Regions from separate parts of the Gasterosteus aculeatus genome. Here region 2 is linked to region 1. The links are chromatin contacts, called in public Hi-C maps. All regions are on one chromosome and are shown on one strand. Each heading gives the region's core, a stretch centred on a gene start, on an enhancer-like site or on the middle of the called end of the contact. The rest is flanking DNA. Distances are from core to core; before and after follow the strand shown. Region 1 overlaps rapgef2b (Rap guanine nucleotide exchange factor 2b). Region 2 overlaps rapgef2b (Rap guanine nucleotide exchange factor 2b).

Region 1 (5,651 bases), core at 3,047-5,546:
TACTTTAGCCCATGATGTTTTCCGTTAACTAATACTGAAATTGGCCAATGCCTTGTTTTTAATCGTGCAAATCCCCAAAATGTTGAATTTATAATACTAATAATAATAAATCGAGACAAAGTGTTATTTATACAAATATTTAAGAAGCTGCCGCCTCTTGAGTTGGTTCAGCTCCAACGCCTGCACATACAGCACGGAATGTTCTTCAAACAAACCACGAGCGCCGCCGCTCCACTTTAACGTCTTAATCTTCCGGGTCTGCGAGCGCCGTCAGGGCGTTCCTGATCTACTTTCCGTTCCGGGGTCATCTCCATGGAGGAGTGGGTTGGCTCTTTTGCGATTCGGTTAATTACGGCGCGTCTTTGTTACTTATACACTATGAATTAATTAACATCTTGCCTTCTTCTCTTTGCTTTGATAATCAGTTGAGCTCTTGCGGTCCGACTAATGGACTTTTTTGCGTTTAATCACGGCTAAATAAATATGATTGAGGCATGTAGTGTTTTAGAATACTTTCCCATTGGAATCAAAGGGGCAATCACTCTTTTGTGGCCCCTCTTATGAATGAACGTTTCCTGCCTCAGCCCGTGTTCGTGAAACGACCCGTAAGGCAGTAACTTCAGAGCGAAGAAGTCTTTCCACTTACATCCAGCTGATGGCCGCCAGCCGGCATGAGAGTTAGCGTGAGTGACCAGTGCGGGGGGGGCGATACTGACCATCTGTGTGTATGTTGTGCGTGTGTGTGTGTGTGTGTGCGTGTGTGCGTGCAGCTCCCCGCGGACTTCAGCAGACTTCACCTGGCCGACGGCTTGCACCCACAGGGGACCCACGTCTCCTCCAGCCACTCAGGATGTAGTATCACCAGCGACTCTGGAAGCAGCAGCCTGTCAGACATTTATCAGGTAAGGACGCCACCTCCCCAGGTTAGACTCCCCCCGGTTAGACTCCCCCGTCCAGCGTGGTAGTTGGCGGTCGGGCTCGTTTGGTCGCGTGAGTTAGTTGAGTGGGTCGATTCCACTCTCCTTTCTGTGCAGTAAATATAGCTTAGATTACTTAAGCTGATTGACAACTTCTTCTTTTTAGATCTAATTAGGGATTAAACAAACCACATGAGCTTTAGAATTGGTGCGATTTACAGGTGGCTGCCTTGTTAACGATAAGCTAGGCTAAGCTAATATAATTACTTTACAGACAGTGGTATCAAACTGCTCATCTAACAAAAGCTAAGCTGTTCCATAGTATGATTTTTGATGGCTTGCTTTAAACCTATAGCAACATTTCCCCCCTGATCTCAGTGGGTGCGTTAAGTGAGCCGAGACTCAAATATGCCTCCGGGGACCTCAGGCTCCTCTCACTGAGCAGCACAAGAACGCTCGAGAGCGAACGCACACGCTTTGCGGACAAAGTGGCCGTGAGACACGAATGGGACGCTGTCCCCTGCTCAACGGGAGGCAGGCCGGCCGGCGGAGGGGGGCTGCGAGCAGGTGGGCCGGCCTGCTTCCCGACTGCCTCTCGTCACCTCAAAGCACGAGTACAGAACTCCCAGGGAGCTGTGGCGCCCGGGGGGGTGTGAAGAGGAGCTCGTAGCCCTGCTTCAGTATTACAGAGCAACCGTAGCCGCTCTCTCTCCCTCTCTCGCTCACATGTATGCATATATATATATATATATATATATATAATCTTTTTTGATTTATTGGTATGCAACGAATATCTGTAAACACTGACAAAAGGAAATGCAAATGTACTCGAGCGATTTTAACCCCCCACCAGCAGTAAATAAAACAAGATTCAGCTCAAAAGGAACACACACACACACACACACGAAATCTCGTGACTGTGGACGGACCCTGCGAACTAATCCTCTTAACAAACGCCGCCCACCCCATTGGCTCCCGTCCTGTCACCTGCTGCGTGTCTATTTGTGTGTGTGTAAGTGGGCTTGTGACGACGCCGAGGGGCCGTCAGTCAACCAATTTGTGTTCCTTGGACGTCTTCTTAACGCATTAGATCACGTTGTTTGAATGCAGATTCGTAATTGCGCGTTGGTCCCGTGTGTGCGTGTGTGTGTGTGCGTGTGTGTGTGTGGCCTCGCTGTGGCGGGCCGGAGCAGGTCGAACGTCTGTGATCTACTTTCGCTTGTGTTAACTTCCCTCTCGTCGCAGTCCTGAACACAGAGCCAGTCAACAACTAGTTAAATTGCTCGCAAAATGAATGCGCAACTAACGGAGAACAAGTGGGTCATTTTTGTTGTTGTTGGGTTTTGGACAAACTGTCAAACCTGAAGAAGCAATTCACAGATTTCCGTTCTGGGTCTATTCAACCAGGCGAAAGCTTCTGATCAAAATGAAACCATGCTGTTTATTCTTTCCACTGGCTGCCTGATTGGCAACGATGGAAATCTAAAAGTATTGAATTGTCTTGTATTGGCTCACGTTGCTCCCTGCAGGTCGAGGCGTTCGGTCCCCGGCGAAGTGTCTGCTGTTTTCTAAATAAACGGCTTCTGCACACTTGAGGCCGCAAGGCAGCCGGATGGTGCAAAGAAACAAGGCCGTTAGATTCCATGTTTTTCTGAGCAGAAAGGAGTTTAACCTCGGCTTCCGCATCGCTCTCACGTCACCGGCAACACGCCGCACTGTTTTGTGTCTGAATAAATCATGAAATTGGTCTTTCAGAAGAACTTTGAAAGCATTGATCCAAGAATAGCCCCGATGAAATATTAACAGCGCCTGACGTGTGACGCTCACTGCACATTGAGGGATGTTTGATGCACAGCTGTCACGCTGCACATAAACAAAGACACACAACGGAATGCAGCGTGCTGCCTCTCGGATCGTCATCCGATGCCTCCATGTGTGAAATAGAACGTGTTCAGGTGTATTACTTACTAGCTTTTTAGTGCATCCACTTACACATCCTATTGATTTGTAAATAATCACAATAAACTGCCCCTTGCTCAATCCGTGAAGGCCACACTAGTACAACCAGATCGGCGACCCCGCCCACCAGGGCGTGTCCGCCACTCAGACACCGGCGTGAATCATTTATGGGCCCCTTTGGCACATGGCGTTTGAGAGGGGGGGGGGGGGGGGGATGACACCGGGTTTCTGTGGGAGACCTGAGCTGTGAGGCTCTCAGAGCAGGCGGACATTCTGCGAGGCGAGGATGCGTCTGGCTCTGGGCTTCTGTGGGCCGTTTGCGAAGGCGGCGTTTTCTTCTCGTTCCGTCAGGAAGCGGCGGGCCGGCCGTCACGTTGAGGTGAGGAGGGTTTTTTTTATTTTCCACGCCGTGGTGCTGGAGCTCCGGAGGCCCTTTTCTTTCTCCCCACGCCGCCGTGGTTTGGGTCCGTTCCACGCGGTTCACGGTGCCCGAGCTGTAACCAGGCGACGTGGTTTGTGTGACTGGAGAGGAACCTTCACAAGTCCTTTTGCGTTTCTCTCTTGCTCCTCATCTCGCTTAATTTCCCTCGTCCCCCTCATTTCATCTCATGCTTTCAAAGAACAGGATCTGGCTTCCAGGCAGGCGGTGCGGTCTCTGCCGAGGAGGAAGTCGGGAGTTAATTGCCTTGTTACTATGCACAGCAGAGTGCTGTTGACGCCTGTCTTACTCATGCGATCCGGAATCCGTCTGATCCATTTCATTAAATGGGTCAAATCTTTACAGAGGCTTCTTTGTTTCGCTCCTGGTTGAAAATGTGTCGCGGCCGATGTTTGTACCGTCGAATGATTCCAGCGGTGCGTCTGTGTGCGTCCTGATTACGCCCCCCCGCCCCCCCCACCTAGCCGAGCTTTGTGACCGACTCCTCCCGTCGTCCGTTTTCTGTTCGTAGGCCACAGAAAACGAACCGGGCGACATGGACCTGAGCGGCTTGCCGGAGACCGCCGTCGACTCGGAGGAGGACGACGACGAGGAGGACATCGAGCGAGCGTCCGACCCCCTCATGAGCCGGGACATCGTGCGCGACTGCCTGGAGAAGGACCCCATGGACAGAACCGACGATGACATCGGTGAGACACGGAGACACGTTGGGGACGAACCGAGGGTTCGGAGGAGGGTTTGTTCTCTTAGGAAATGCTTGCAGAGCAAAAGCAGCGCTCCCGGCCGGGCCGGTACTCCTTGTCCCACAAAAAAAAAAAACTCCCTCCTTTCTCCTTCGAGTCGGTCACAATGGATCCACATCCTTACGAGCGACGCGAGTGAATGCAAACTATCCTCCCCCCCACACGCGGGAGACCCCTCCCTTTGCCGGCAGGCTTTTCTAGGTCACTCCGGCACATCCTCTCGCCTCACCTCTCCCAAGCACATTAAACTTTCAGAGCTTCCGCAGCTTCACACGCGGCGCTGTTGCTGTGCCAAGCACAGGTCAGCCAGAACGGCAGACTGATGCAGGGGGGGGAGGGGAGGGGAGCTGGCGGATGGGGAGGGAGAGAGAGAGGAGTATTTTCCCACTCTAGACCTCCAGTGAAGGCTGCTGCAGAACGTGTTGCACCCTGGAGTGTATATGAAAAGTATTTACACCCAATATTAAAGCCATTCGCCAAAATAACCAAACAAATATCCTCTTTGTTATAAGAGCTTAGTTCAGCTCGTGGTCAGAAAAAAAATATAATAATTAGTGAATGTTGCGTAAAACAAAGAAACGTACTCGCCAACGGTGCCCGGTAGCTGTGCTGTGAAGAAGTCGTCTCAAGCGAGATCTCTGGATTATTCAGTAACTGATTCATTGTGTTGGTCAGCAGGAAGCAGACGCCGGAGAGAACGGGATCTTCTCTTGAGCATGAAATGAATGTATTCTAGTTTGTTGTAGTGATTCTGATTCTTTAGAAAAAAAGAAGTAATCCGTTGCCAGTGTCATCCGTTTGAATGGTTCTGTTTGACGCAGAGGTCATTTCTGTGTGAACCGACTGTATAAACTCACTTAAACTCACTCGGAGGTCATCGAGTGAAGTGTCAGCAGTTATTCTCGGCTCGCCTCGAAGGTTTATACCGACGGAATAGATATTGGGCTTTGTGTTACCCGGATGATGATTCCTCTGTAAGCTTTTCTCTGTGTTGACGATCCGTTAGCCTCCGGGGCCGACGGCGGCGTGCTGAGGGCGCCGCGCGTCCTCCTTCGCGCTGAGTTGGTGCGAGTTTCTTGTTTTTATTCTCTCTCTCTCTCTCAACCTCCTCCGCTTCCTCCCTCTGTCTCTCTCGCAGAGCAATTACTGGAGTTCATGCATCAACTGCCAGCGTTTGCCAACATGACCATGTCGGTGAGGAGGGAACTCTGCGCCGTCATGGTTTTCGCCGTGGTCGAACGCGCCGGCACCATCGTTCTCAACGACGGAGAGGAGGTGCGTGTTGGTGCGCGTTCATGCGCGTTCATGCATACGCCAGCCCGGTCTGCAGACCTCGCCTGTGTCTCGGGGAGCTGAACCATCGTCTCGTCCCTCCATTTGATGCTTTTTTTCTGCTCTATTGAATCTGAATGGCGGGGAACCTGCATCTCGGACGCCTTAGGCAACGGAGGAGTCATCCCATGTTCTCTCTGGTTTCGCTGAAGACAAGTTTAGTTTTTCTACGATACTGAAACGCCAGAAGTCATGGTTCAATTGGCACTTTTTTGCATGCATTACTTACTTTACTGGTTTTACTTTGCTTTGCAGCTCTAA
Region 2 (5,720 bases), core at 1,692-4,191, 35 kb after region 1:
CTCCTCCACTCGGCTCTCCCTCACGATTGGCGCCCCCCCCCCCCCCCCCCCCGCCCCCCCCCCCCCCCCCCCCCCTTGCCTTAAAGCATCATCTGGGGTTGACGGACCCTGCATGCAAAAAATACTGTGAAGAAGAGATGAAGGTCAAAGACGACGACAAAATGCCGGCACTTTGGGGAGTGAAGACTAGAGAAACCGAACCGGTGCCGGAGGGGTCGGCCCGGCAACACACACACACACACACACACACACACACACACAAAAAGACGACGGAAGAAATGAAGGCAGGTCGTTTGGAGACAGAAGAAGAAACGGTTGACTTGACGCTCACGTTTTCAATTTCCCACGACATTTTCATTTCTTTTTTTTCTCTGTTGGTGTTATTTCCTCTGACTGATTGCACCCGGCGGGCCGAAAGAGAGGAACCAAGTCGGCCCGTTTCTCTGCCTGGAATGAAACGACCCGTCTGTCTAGTGTTTGGAACCGTACATCCAGTATTATCTCGTGTCTCGCATGTGAGAACTTTCCGAAGTGTTGGTTCGAATCCGAGTGAGGAGGGGAGCCCCGCAGGGGGAACCAACCAACACACACAATTCATTATCTGAGAAATAGCACTTTCAGCACAATCCGAGATGTCAGCGGACATTTGGACACCCGGGTGTGAGTGAACCACGTCGCCCGTGTTTCCTCCACCCTGTTGCTTGCTGTTACGTCGGGAGAATCCTCTTTCGTTACTGGCCCGTCGGCGACACCGAAAAGCACAGAGGCGATTGGCCACCTGCTGATTCCGAGGTAACCACGGTAACTAAAGCCACGCTGCGGCCGAGAGGAAGTGAGCGCTGATGTCGGGGGTGAGCGGACTCGAGAAGTCGCCTCGTCCCTTTTTTGTTTTGTGGTGAAGGATCACAGACAAACAGCTGCCAACCTGTAAATTGTGACTTAACTGTCTACGTTTCTACCAGTGATCTTGTACAGAGTCTTATAACACACGTATCTCCCCTTCAACATAAAAACATCTGCAAATCCTCCTTTTTTTTTTTTTTTTTTTTGTGAATCTGTGAATGTCCAAAGCGCCTTACGAAGCCGTGACCGCGTACATTTCTTTGCCTGGTTGTTCCATCACGAATCACCTTTGTTCCAAGAGATCGAGTCTTGAATCGAGCAAAAGTGGAGTGAAATGCCTTATTCAAGACCCCCCCCCCCCCCCCCCAACCCGCTCCCCCGCGCCAACCAAGACGCTTTTTCACAGCTTACGACTCCGTACAAGATGAAGCAGAGCTTTTTCTTCCCGTTGGACCGTTTGCATCCTCCGAATCCCGTCTCTGTTACAGACATCAGCTCGGTGGACGCTGGTTGCATATCGCTGACGCCTGAATCCGTCTGTCCCTCTGTATCTCGCCGTCAAACGAAGACCGATGATTTATGTGTGTTTTTTTTTTTTGTGGAGACTCCGGTGGGGAAGTTGAAGATTTTCTTTTTCGAGGCCGCCAGTCGGAACGATCAGAAATCCAGTTGTGCAAATGAAGGTTCGCTTGTCTTTCGTCGCGCTGATCACATTGATCGGTCCTGGAGGCGACAGACTGAGAAAGAGACGAGTGCAGAGCCCCCCCCCCCCCCCCCCCCCCCCGCTCTGTCACTAAACACCAATGAATTCCTGGGTTTCCTTTTGTTAGTGTAATTCTTTTGTAATGGCTGCGGATAGATTGTTGATAATTTGTTTGTAACACAGTGGTGCATCATTCAACTCTGAAGATAGTGTGCATATTAGCGGGCCGAGTCCCGTTTCGAAAAACAAAAAGTTGCACAAATATGTACAAGCGTAAAGATAAGTGTGGTAGGTAGAACTGCTACCCCGTCGATGTGTGATGTCAGTGAGAAATGTACATTTAGCTGGTGATGACTTTCTTTTCTTCATTTCTTCTTTCACTACTTTGACCTGTATGTCTTTTAAAAAGACAATCGGTGGAGTACGTATCGGTTGTTTTTGTATTTTTAATACAATAATTGTAAATATTGGTTATATTTTTGTTCAAATGTACTATGTTTATGCCTCAACAGCCAGTTTATATGAAGCTGGGAATCAATAAATACTGCATAAAGAATCAATACATAGGTTTAAATGCACTTATTCATTTCTTCTGCATTTTGATGTCTATTAGTTTTTTTCCTCCTTCAGAAGAGTTTTTTTCCCCAGATACCGTCTAGTGTTTGCACAAGTCATGGAAGCAATTTGAAAGGTGTAACTCGTACTTTTCTATCTGACCAGAGTGTGTCAGAATTAATAAAAAAGAGATTAAAGTCTCTCCTTGCTTTTATTTACTGGTTGTGTATTGTCTTGTTGTAGAACTTTGAAACAAGTCCCAACACGTTTGTTTTCTGATTTGTGGTTTGATTTAATAATATTCAATATATCCAACTGCACCTGTAAGGAAAATGACTGTTGTCATTGGTGTTTGGGGGATACATGCTGTTGATATTAATCATACATTTCATTTGATGCTTATTTTTTTTTCGTTTTTACTGTAATTGCTAAGATTAACCTGTATTTTAAATGACTTAGAGGAAGATTGATCTACCATGAATAAAACACAATGCCGAAAAATGTTTATTTATACCATTGGATAAATCACCCATGGCAACAAAAGAAACAAAAGGGTTCATTAATAAGTTTGATATAAATATGTTTTACTTGTTGAGAACAAGCCGGATTTCAAACCACAAGAGCGCGCAAATCAAACCTCCCCGCGATGACCGACCGTGTCTCTACAGTTAGAAACGTAACGTGCAAAATGGTCCTAAAGTTATTTTTCATAAACGCATCGCGAAGCCGCTTCCTCTGAAACACCCGCACGTGTCTTCATTGTTGTTGCCATAACTGCTGCGCGGGTCTGACGTTCTGCCGCGTCACGGCTCATGACGTCACATCGGCGCTGTCACTCACGAATCGTACAAGGGGGCGGAGCTCCTCGCGGAGGATCTGGGAGATAAGAGTCATTTTTGGGGAGTTAAGGTGCTGGAAACGTGGGCCAACGTTCCGTATCTTTGGAAGTCTGTGCAAAAATAACCAAACGGCTCCGTGCGCGCTGCCGTTCGCTGTAGCATTTGTTTTTTATTGATAAGGAGACTAACTGGTCTGACTTCGAAAGGAAGCGTGATGTTAGTTTGTTTTACTACATCTGCAAACTACCCATTTTTTAAATGTTTTTTAATGCATTCATTCACTTGATTTCTCATTCGCAAGGTGTCAACAAAAACGGCTTCAAATACTTTTTTTTCTTTTAAATCTTGCCTCAAAAGAATTGTTTTCATCGAGATAAAGCATCTGCAGAATAAAATAAAAAAAATCAATCTCCCTGCAGTCGGCTGCATTAGAAAGATAACGGATGTGCAACAGGAACAACGAGATAAAAACAGCCGCATTAAATCAGAGAGGAGACGAATCTGTAATCTGAGTCCCCGTTGGAGGCGATGATGCGTTCACGGCTCACTCGGCTCTGTGACTGCGCTGTGCCCAAAGAGCCACCAGGGGGCACTCTTCGCTGTTGAATGCCGCCAGATGGAACAGCTTTCCCGGGGCAACGGCTCTTATCGAGGGGTAGCAGGCAGCCGATGGCCCTCAGTAGATAGCCGGCTGGTTGTCGAGCCGTGCCCAATCGGGGCGCCCGCGGGTCACATTTAGGGGCCCGTCTGGAGTCCTTTCATGCTAAATTGGATGAAGGCAGAAGCACTGGAGCTGAGCGGAGTGGAGATGTCACAGCGCTCTCCGGCCTGTGTGCGGAGGCCAGACGCTTCAGCTCCAAGAGGAGAGAAAGATGAATGGGTCCAGGTGCCGTGGAATCCAGTGGCGGTGGAGGTAAGAGAGCAGTTTACAGCAGCATTTTGTTGTTCCGATTATGAATAATGTTCCACATTTCCCGCGGCTCATTAAGCAATTGGTGCGGTTTTATTACCAAGCACTCCTGTAGAGAGCCTGTGATGTAACGTCAGGATGGGGTTCTATATTTGCCGCAGGTTCCTACCCGGGATTCTTACATTTCATGATTCTCTCAGATATTTTATGTAAGAAACCCTTTCTATTACATCTTTGAAATGTGTCTGCTCTCAGTATGAGGTGATAACATGAAACATTTTCTATAGGCTAAAGCTCATTTCTTCATTTCTTCACAGATTCTGTCCTTTTTAGCTTCCATAACCGCAATCCCACCTCCAAAAAGCATTCAGCGCTGTAAAAAAACCCCACTATTTTGAGCTACAACAATACTTTGGGATATCATACACTCACAAAAAGAAAGCATGCTACAAACCAGCAATAAGGACGGATAAATCCATTTTTTTTTTTTAGATAAGCTGTGTTACGTGTGGAAGAGGAACCTTTTTTCCCTCGACTCTGCTGCTGCGGCTCTCGTCTCCCAACGAGATGAGCAGATAGTGAGGAGCACCTGCACATAGATGAGAGGAGGGCGCCTCCCTGTAAGCAGGCAACAAAGCCAATCTCCCACAGGACTCTTTCTGCGACGTCCCGCCTCTCTTTGGAGGTGTTGTACAGTCGCACATCCGTCAGCAGAGGCCGTCCCAGTGTGTCTCGCAGCTCTGCACTGGTCCCATGAATAAATCTGTGCCTTCCTGCGCCCTGATGCCTCTGAGAAGCGACTTGCACGTCGTCTCACGCGGTAATGACTCTCTTGTCATTCATTGTGCACACAGAAGATCCCTCAGAGCGGTAAAACATCTGCTCGGCGTCTGGAGTTTCCGCGGAGGAAAAATCAGGGACAAGTATGTTCTGCATGCATCCCAGTCAATCTTCTCACATTATTCTCGGCACGTAGGAGGAGGCACCTCCCATGTCTCACATAGAGGAGGCTATGTTAGGTTAGCATGAAGAAATGGTTCAACACATTAATCTGTCTCAATCATGAAATAGTCCCAGCTCAGTTGTAAACCACTAATTGATGATTAAATATTTGTTTTTTGTAAAAAAAAAAAAAGGTACTGCACTATTTCTAGATTGAGCCAGAGGATATAATAATATTAAACATGTATATATTTTTGAGGGCTGTGAAAATGAACGCGTTGCTCTAATGTGGGAGAGCTTTTGGCATCGGAATTAAAACCAACCGAAGCACGACGTACAGCGTGTCAAACCGAAGGGGGGTTGAGGGACAAACAGGCCACTTAAAGCACCGCTAGGCTAAACTAGCTGCTAAGCTACTTCCATCTCAACAGCCACCCTGCAGAGGACCACCACTGTGTCCCTAAAAGGCCGTGGTTTGAAGATGTCCTGGCTAAATGTGGGGAGATTTACACAGCCGTTAAAATGATGAAGAGTTGAGAGCAAAGTGCACGAGGACAACAGGTTCAACATGTTCCACCTCCAAGATGGTCACATGTGAGTAGTTTTGTGTTTGAAATACAATTAGACAACAGGGTCTAAAATACACGCTTTCCAAAGTGATTACACATTAGTTGTAAGATTTAGTCTTTAGAAAAAATAATCGATTAATCGCAATTGATGAATGGGAAAATCTGCGATTAATTTTTATTTTGTTTAACGACAGCTCTAATATTTTTTCAATAATAAACATCTTTCTAAATGTCTAAACGGTAATGAGGCACACACATGTTGTATCCGTACAGTCACTGACAACTCAAAAACAAAAGCTTTACATTCAGTCTGAAAATGAAATGCTAGAAACGTGCGTTCATTTGTAATTTAAAATGTG

The links. A called contact is a pair of places that touch in the nucleus more often than the background predicts.
Region 2: a Hi-C map of tail fin shows a contact between it and region 1, with 2.4 times the contacts expected there. The contact joins two enhancer-like sites. A contact is called at or near these places in 5 of 6 Hi-C or Micro-C datasets (blood and trunk muscle, liver, skeletal muscle and 2 more).

What each region holds. Positions count from the first base shown.
Region 1 is chr4:2,517,970-2,523,620 of fGasAcu3.hap1.1, forward strand. It overlaps rapgef2b (Rap guanine nucleotide exchange factor 2b), which reads left to right. Exons shown (of 29, transcript XR_013467536.1): 7 at 3,827-4,004; 8 at 5,197-5,333. Among protein-coding and RNA genes, the nearest start is that of rapgef2b, 52 kb to the left of the region's middle. Within about 2 kb of position 4,297, at least 1 of the 9 cell types and tissues checked has open chromatin away from gene starts, as enhancers often do.
Region 2 is chr4:2,554,295-2,560,014 of fGasAcu3.hap1.1, forward strand. It overlaps rapgef2b (Rap guanine nucleotide exchange factor 2b), which reads left to right. Exons shown (of 29, transcript XR_013467536.1): 29 at 1-2,301. Among protein-coding and RNA genes, the nearest start is that of rapgef2b, 89 kb to the left of the region's middle. Within about 2 kb of position 2,942, at least 4 of the 9 cell types and tissues checked have open chromatin away from gene starts, as enhancers often do.